Regions from separate parts of the Danio rerio genome. Here region 2 is linked to region 1. Evidence: chromatin contacts called from public Hi-C data. All regions are on one chromosome and are shown on one strand. The core of a region is the stretch at or near the end of the contact, and the rest is flanking DNA. Distances in the headings are between cores, read along the strand shown. Region 1 overlaps caskin1 (CASK interacting protein 1). Region 2 holds the start of crlf3 (cytokine receptor-like factor 3).

Evidence for each region. A called contact is a pair of places that touch in the nucleus more often than the background predicts.
Region 2: a Hi-C map of fibroblasts shows a contact between it and region 1, with 4 times the contacts expected there. The contact joins the promoter of crlf3 here to the enhancer-like site in region 1. A contact is called at or near these places in 6 of 18 Hi-C or Micro-C datasets (caudal fin, embryo, fibroblasts and 2 more) and 1 of 4 datasets of contacts at active chromatin or transcription factors (embryo).

The regions. Positions count from the first base shown.
Region 1 is chr3:34,516,176-34,519,470 of GRCz12tu, reverse strand. It overlaps caskin1 (CASK interacting protein 1), which reads left to right. Exons shown (of 19, transcript XM_073944747.1): 10 at 1,214-1,340. Among named protein-coding and RNA genes, the nearest start is that of traf7, 48 kb to the right of the region's middle. Within about 2 kb of position 1,435, at least 2 of the 62 cell types and tissues checked have an H3K27ac peak or open chromatin away from gene starts, as enhancers often do.
Region 2 is chr3:34,669,411-34,672,537 of GRCz12tu, reverse strand. It overlaps crlf3 (cytokine receptor-like factor 3), which reads right to left and starts at 1,495. Exons shown (of 9, transcript NM_001017817.2): 1 at 1,418-1,495.

The sequences.
Region 1 (3,295 bases), core at 186-2,685:
CAGTTATTTATTTTGCTAAATAATTGCATAACTTTAAACATTTTAACTGCAACATGGCATTTTTGTCATTAGTAAATGCTGCCTCATAAGCAATAAAACTTTAAATAAATTGTTCACCCCAAAATGTAAATTCTGCCATCATTAGCTCATACTCCACTTGTTCCAAACCTGTTTGCATTAATTTCTTTTGTTCAACACAAAGTAATATATACTGCAAAATTTTGGGGAAAAGCAGCCCCTGACATCTTTAGTATGTTTTGTTCCCACTATAGATGTCAGTGGCACTTTTTTCCAACATTATTCAAAATATCTTGTTTTGTGCTTCGAAAGAAGAAACAAATTCAAAAACAGTTGGGATGTGAGCAACTGATGAGGGGATTTTCATTTTGTGTAAACTATCCCTTTAAATGAAATCCTCAATTTAGATGCAGAATTTTGTGTTTGCACTTTTTATGTTCGTTTTAGCACTTTATATAAGGTATAAAACATTGATCTCAAACTCAATCCCTGGAGGGCCACAGCTCTGCAGATTTTAACTCCAACCACCTCCAAATCACACTTGCTTAATAAGCTGCATCCCAAATGGCTTATTATACACCATGCACTTATGCACGATGCACGATGCACTTACACACTCAACAGCAGAGTATATGTAGTGTCGTCCCAAATGGAACACTAACTTTTTTACCAAGCGGAAATTCTAACTATTTCCCAGATGAAGTTTGTTGATTGCCAAATTAGTGAAATAAATGGCCAAACACCCAAATAAAACCTGCCATGAGAATAACCACATTCACCATCGGGAGGCGCTATAATCACTCTCGTAGGAGAATTTTGCTTTCACAATCCATTATAAATGATGTAGTTGACTGCGTGAAGTGTCCATCTCTACACACTTCATTTTACTGGTTAAAAAAGTGCATCATCTGGGTATTTAAAGTGCACTTATTGTTTTTAGAGTTTTCAGTGTGAATGCACTTAGTTCTTACACTATTTATACTACAAAATGGCGTACAATAGTGCATAAGCATGCGATTTGGGACGCACCTATAGTCTCTAGTCTTGAACATATTGATTAGTTTGCTCAGCTATGTTTGATTAGGATTGGAGCGAAACTGTACAGATTGAGTTTGAGACTTGGTATAAAACACGTCTGAAGAATGTAAATGACCTTTATTGATTTTGAATGATGATGCTAATGATTCATGTGCAGGTTCTGGAGCAGCATTCAGACGGGAGGTGGAAAGGCTGCATACATGATAACCGCACAGGCAATGACAGAGTGGGCTACTTCCCCTCCAGCATGGTGGAGGTGATCAGTAAGAGGCCTGGGGCTGCGGGTAAGAGAGGACAACAGGCGGGTCAGTGCTGCCTCTTATTGAGACCTCGTACACACGTACAGATGCATAAGCAATGCTGCTGAACTCGATGACCCTGATTCTGTTCGCAGCCAGCTGTTCGTGCTGCTCATGTGCACTGGATTGAGAGCCAGACAGGGCCATCTGCTTTTGTGGCAACAAAAACAGGGCAAATTTAGAGCATCTTTAGCTTTTTTCTCATCCCTTAATGCTCAGTTAGAAAGGAAGCTGGTGATTAGTACTTTAAATAGAAAAGACCATGTTTCCGTTTATACACTGACAGAAGAGATGGTCTGTTGGTCAGCTGGAATCAAATAAAGCCTTTAGTCCAATGCTAGTTAAAGAATCAGATGTTGTATCAATGAAGCGCCAAAGTCCCTTTAAGGCATGTTATTTCACAAGGCGGCCATCTTTGAAATACCTCTATATAATTATAATGGCGTGTCCAATCACGCTGGTCTACTGAATTTATTCCCAGCTTGGTTTTGATGGCAAATCTCCTCCCAAAATGACAGCGGCCTACTTTACAAGTTTGTGGGCGTTCAAGTAGTTGCCGTCATGGGATTTGCATTTTATTTTGGTGGAAGCAGAGGTCAGATGGAACAGCGTACCTCGTGTTTGTTTCATAAAGATTACAAAGCAATAAAACATTTGTTTTTCAAGTGTAGTTGATTTCAAGCTTTGTGAAGATATATTTCTCATGTCTGTGAAGCAAGCGTTCGCTTAGATTCCGGAGGATTCATAACAATGAAGCTGCAGAAACTGTCATAAAACACATGTCTGGACTGAGCCCCTCTCCCGGAGAATCGTCACTCTATACTGATCAGTGTTTGGCTCCTTTATTAGACGGCATAGCTTCCTTTCCTAGAGCGACCACATTGATGGTTACACTTTTCCCCATTCAAATCTATACGAGTGAAACATCTTATGTAGTCTATAGTCTTTGGGAACACAAGACTCACACAATTCAAAACACTTCAGGTATTTGAAAGTTACATGATTGTATTAATTCTACAGAAGCTTTGGGTTAACATACTGTATATGTCCTTACAGTCCAAATGTATTTAAAATATATTTGTTGTTCTGTAGCATAAGAGTTTTGCACACTGATAGGTTTTAGAGACATCAACATTGCTTTTTTTATACTCCTGAACGTGACATAAAGCAAAAAAAAAAACTGACTGGTTGCTCTTCTGGCTCCACTGGCTTTTGGGACATCTTGGGCCAATGAAAGCTGCTATGCAGTCCAGACTGTCTGTCATCGGTTTAAAGTAAATATTGTAAAAATTTTACTCCTTGAAACCCTTCATTGCGGGTGGCTCTTTGAACCTGACAGTTCTGAGCACTTTGATTCTGAATGAGCCTGTAGTAGTGCAGTGGTTCCCAAAGTAGGGGTTAGGGTAGAAGTTGCTTGACGATTTCGGTAAATCAAGTTCATTTTATTAAACAATTAGAATGACCATATTTTATCCATAACCTACTAGAGAACAAAATTGTAGTTACTAGTAGCATTGTTAACATGTTAATAATTAACATTTTAAAAAAAAACTTGCAAATAAAAAGCCATTATTCGTTTTTTTTTTTTTTTTTTTTGCGACCCCTGGGGTGATTACATTATATTAAAGACACAGCAATAGCGTCAGACCAGGTTAAACTTTCTGACACCTTTATGGTACTCGCATATATATAAAATATATATAAAACAGTCCACAACTAAATGTAAAGGATGGTCTCCGAGTGATGTTCTCCAAAATCTAAAGAAAAATTGACTTGGGCCTATTATGATGTCTGCACCGTTGTGTGCAAGGTTTACATAATTATAACCACCTCAGAGAATATTGGGGGTTGTGAGCCACTGGCATTGTTATTTTCTGGGTCGTGGGCTGAAAAGTTTGGGAACCCCTGCTTTACTTTAAAACCTAATCGGTAGTTGTGTT
Region 2 (3,127 bases), core at 246-2,745, 150 kb before region 1:
CATATTTTGAAGAAAGCTGGAAACATTGACTTCCATAACATTTCTTTCTTCTACTATAAAAGTGATTGTACAGCCTTTCAGCTTTCATCACAATATGTTCTTTTGTGCTCAACAGAAGAAAGAAAGTCAAACAGGTTTGTAACAAATAAAGAGTGAGTTAAATTTCATTATGGTGTGAACTATCCCTTTAACTTCCGTACAATAGAGTATGTGTAACACTAGTGTCACTGTGCAGGAAAGGACAGTTGTCTATTTGTTTATGCTTATATGCCAACACAAAAACAGTACAGGTGGATCGGCAGCTCTGTCCTGCAAGCCATTCAGTTTAACCTCATTTAACACAAAGATGATGACCTCAATGCACCGAGCAGAGAATGCACACCCTTTCATTTATACATGTGTGAAAGACATACCTAAAAACAAATCTATGACCTGCACCAACAAGCCTGTGAGTTTCAACACTCATGATAGATGCATAAAAAATGTTGTGAGCTGCAGCTGCGGTTTATTTTGGAGATTTCACCATTTGATGATCAAGGGAAAGGGAGTGGTGTCTTCAAAATCATAGTCTAATCCTCTGATTTAGCAGCAGGGCTCTCATCCAGACTGAGGTTAGCAATCGAGGCAAAGCGCATTAAGACGAGCGATTACATATTGCTCCTCCAGAATGGTTTCCCACAAGTGAATCCATCAGGGAGAACGGCAAAGGACTGGCTAACTTTCAGAGGGACGTGGATGACCTAGATTCAATAGCAAAAAAAAAAAAAAAAAAAAAAAACTGCTGCCAAAAGACAATGTTGTGAATTCCAGATTGAGATGTCTCTGATCATGTGTCCTACTTCACAATCTGTGACAGTTCACTGATAAGGGCCACTGTTTAAAGGGCCCCCTTTGAAACGCATTTAAACAAAGAAACAATTATTTATAAACTCCCAGAACTATTGCTTATCCATCAGCTTTACAGTTATGCTCTTACATAAAAACATTAGAGTATTAGAGGACAGTTATGTAAACGTGCAGCAATTCTCTATGGACCAAACTGATGCATCGTGAACACTCAAGAGGTGTAAACAAGTCCAAAACAAATGAAAATAAAAGGCAAACGTAAGGAGATTAAAGGTAGTAGAGATGGTAAAGATGTATAAGATCAAATATAAAAATAAGTTTTGAAAAACAGCTCACAAAATGAAAATATAAGTAGTTATTTTGAAACTCATAAAGCAGCAGCAGCAGTGGCAGTTCACGAGGCTCTTCAGCGAGTATTGCCACACCAACACTCATCATCACTTTTACTCTTCAGAGTTTTAATGTAAGCTCTTAAAACTCCACCCATACACATGATTATTTGGAGACCGAATATTTAAGCAATGAATGATGAAGTGTAGCAAAAACATAGGCGGTTATTTTTTAACAGTACCTTAAGCGATCCTGTCTTGTGTCATATTAACTTCTGCCGCGGAGTTCCGCCATTGACGCCCTGGCAACAGTAAAGGGCTTGAGGCACATATTTTCACTTTGATACAAACCCCTCATCCAATCAGAGGCCGCATCGCTGTGTTTTCCTCATGTCTACTGTCAGTTTTAGCCAATCAGATGATTTAACTTCTTCTGTCCCCGCCTCATCTTTTGTTAAAAACCCAAAGCACACGAAGGCGTCAATGCAGAGCTCCCTGGCGTCAGATTGTGTTTATCACAAAGTAAAACTGATTGTCTTGTGCGTATTTATTGATTATGGAGAAGTACCAAAGTCCAACACTTTCAACAGAGTTATTTACAGGCAACTTTATCAAAATGCGGAATACAAAACTTCTGTGAAAGCAGAAAGTATGAAAGCAGGTTTGTTTATTTGGCTAATGTGTTTTATTTTGCGTTTTTACTCGTACGAAAATAAACCACGTTTTTTAATAGTAATATGTAGTAACATGCTTCTTGGCAGATTGATTACCATTTATTTAACCAGTTTTACTACGAAACCATATATCTAGTGGGCAAAATAATGGTTAATTTGTAATAAATAAGGTTTATCTTAACTATAGCTTTTTAAAGTAATATTTATATTTATAATTATAGTACCATCAGTTAGTAGCCTAATGTACTCATACTTAATGGGGTGTATACATAATTCATGTAGAAATATATAGTGTAAATAGTAAATAAGCTAGCCTGTAGCCAGGGGGGTTTGGAGGGTTCGAAAGACCCACCCCTCAATGACAAAGGTCAAGAATTTGTCCCATACATGAGCTTATTTGTCCTATTTTGACTGCTACACCATCATAAATTGTAAAATAACCCATCAAAAAAGGCTTTAAGACCAAGCAAGAAAACACAATTGGATGTAGCCTAAGTGAAATAATCTTTCACTACTGTTTTGTTTTTAAATAGTGAAAATATTTTTCATTTCATATTAAACTTTTTTATAAATCTTGGGATATTGTTGTTCTCTATAAATTTTCAATCAAATTTACTTGTTTTTACAAGAGGCTAGAAAAATCACGAAGCTCTTTTATTATTATTATTATGTTTTAATTTTTTATATAATAAAATAGCCAAGTTTTGACTGAGGAAAATTTAACGTGCTTGACAGCTTGTTATTTGCTTAATAAATGACAATAGACTACAGTTTATACTTTAAAACTTTATCAGATTTCTTTTTTTTTCTAATGATATATGTTGTGGTAAATTTGTATTTTAAATATAAGTATTTATTCATGGCACGGCAGTGGCGCAGTAGGTAGTGCTGTCGCCTCACTGCAAGAAGGTCGCTGGGTTGCTCGTTCGAACCTCGGCTCAGTTGGCATTTCTGTGTGGAGTTTGCTTGTTCTCCCTGCCTTCGCATTTCCTCAGGGTGCTCCGGTTTCCTCCACAGTCCAAAAACATGTGGTACAGGTGAATTGGGTAGGCTAAATTGTGTGTGGATGTTTCCCAGAGATGGGTTACGGCTGGAAGAGCATCCGCTGCCTAAAAACTTGCTGGATAAGTTGGCGGTTCATTCCGCTGTGGCGACCCCGGATTAATAAAGGGACTAAGCTGACAATAAAATGAATTAATGAATGAGTATTTATTCATATTTCTTAATCTTTAGGAAATATTTCAGTACATTAAAAAGTATATGGTTATGATGACCACC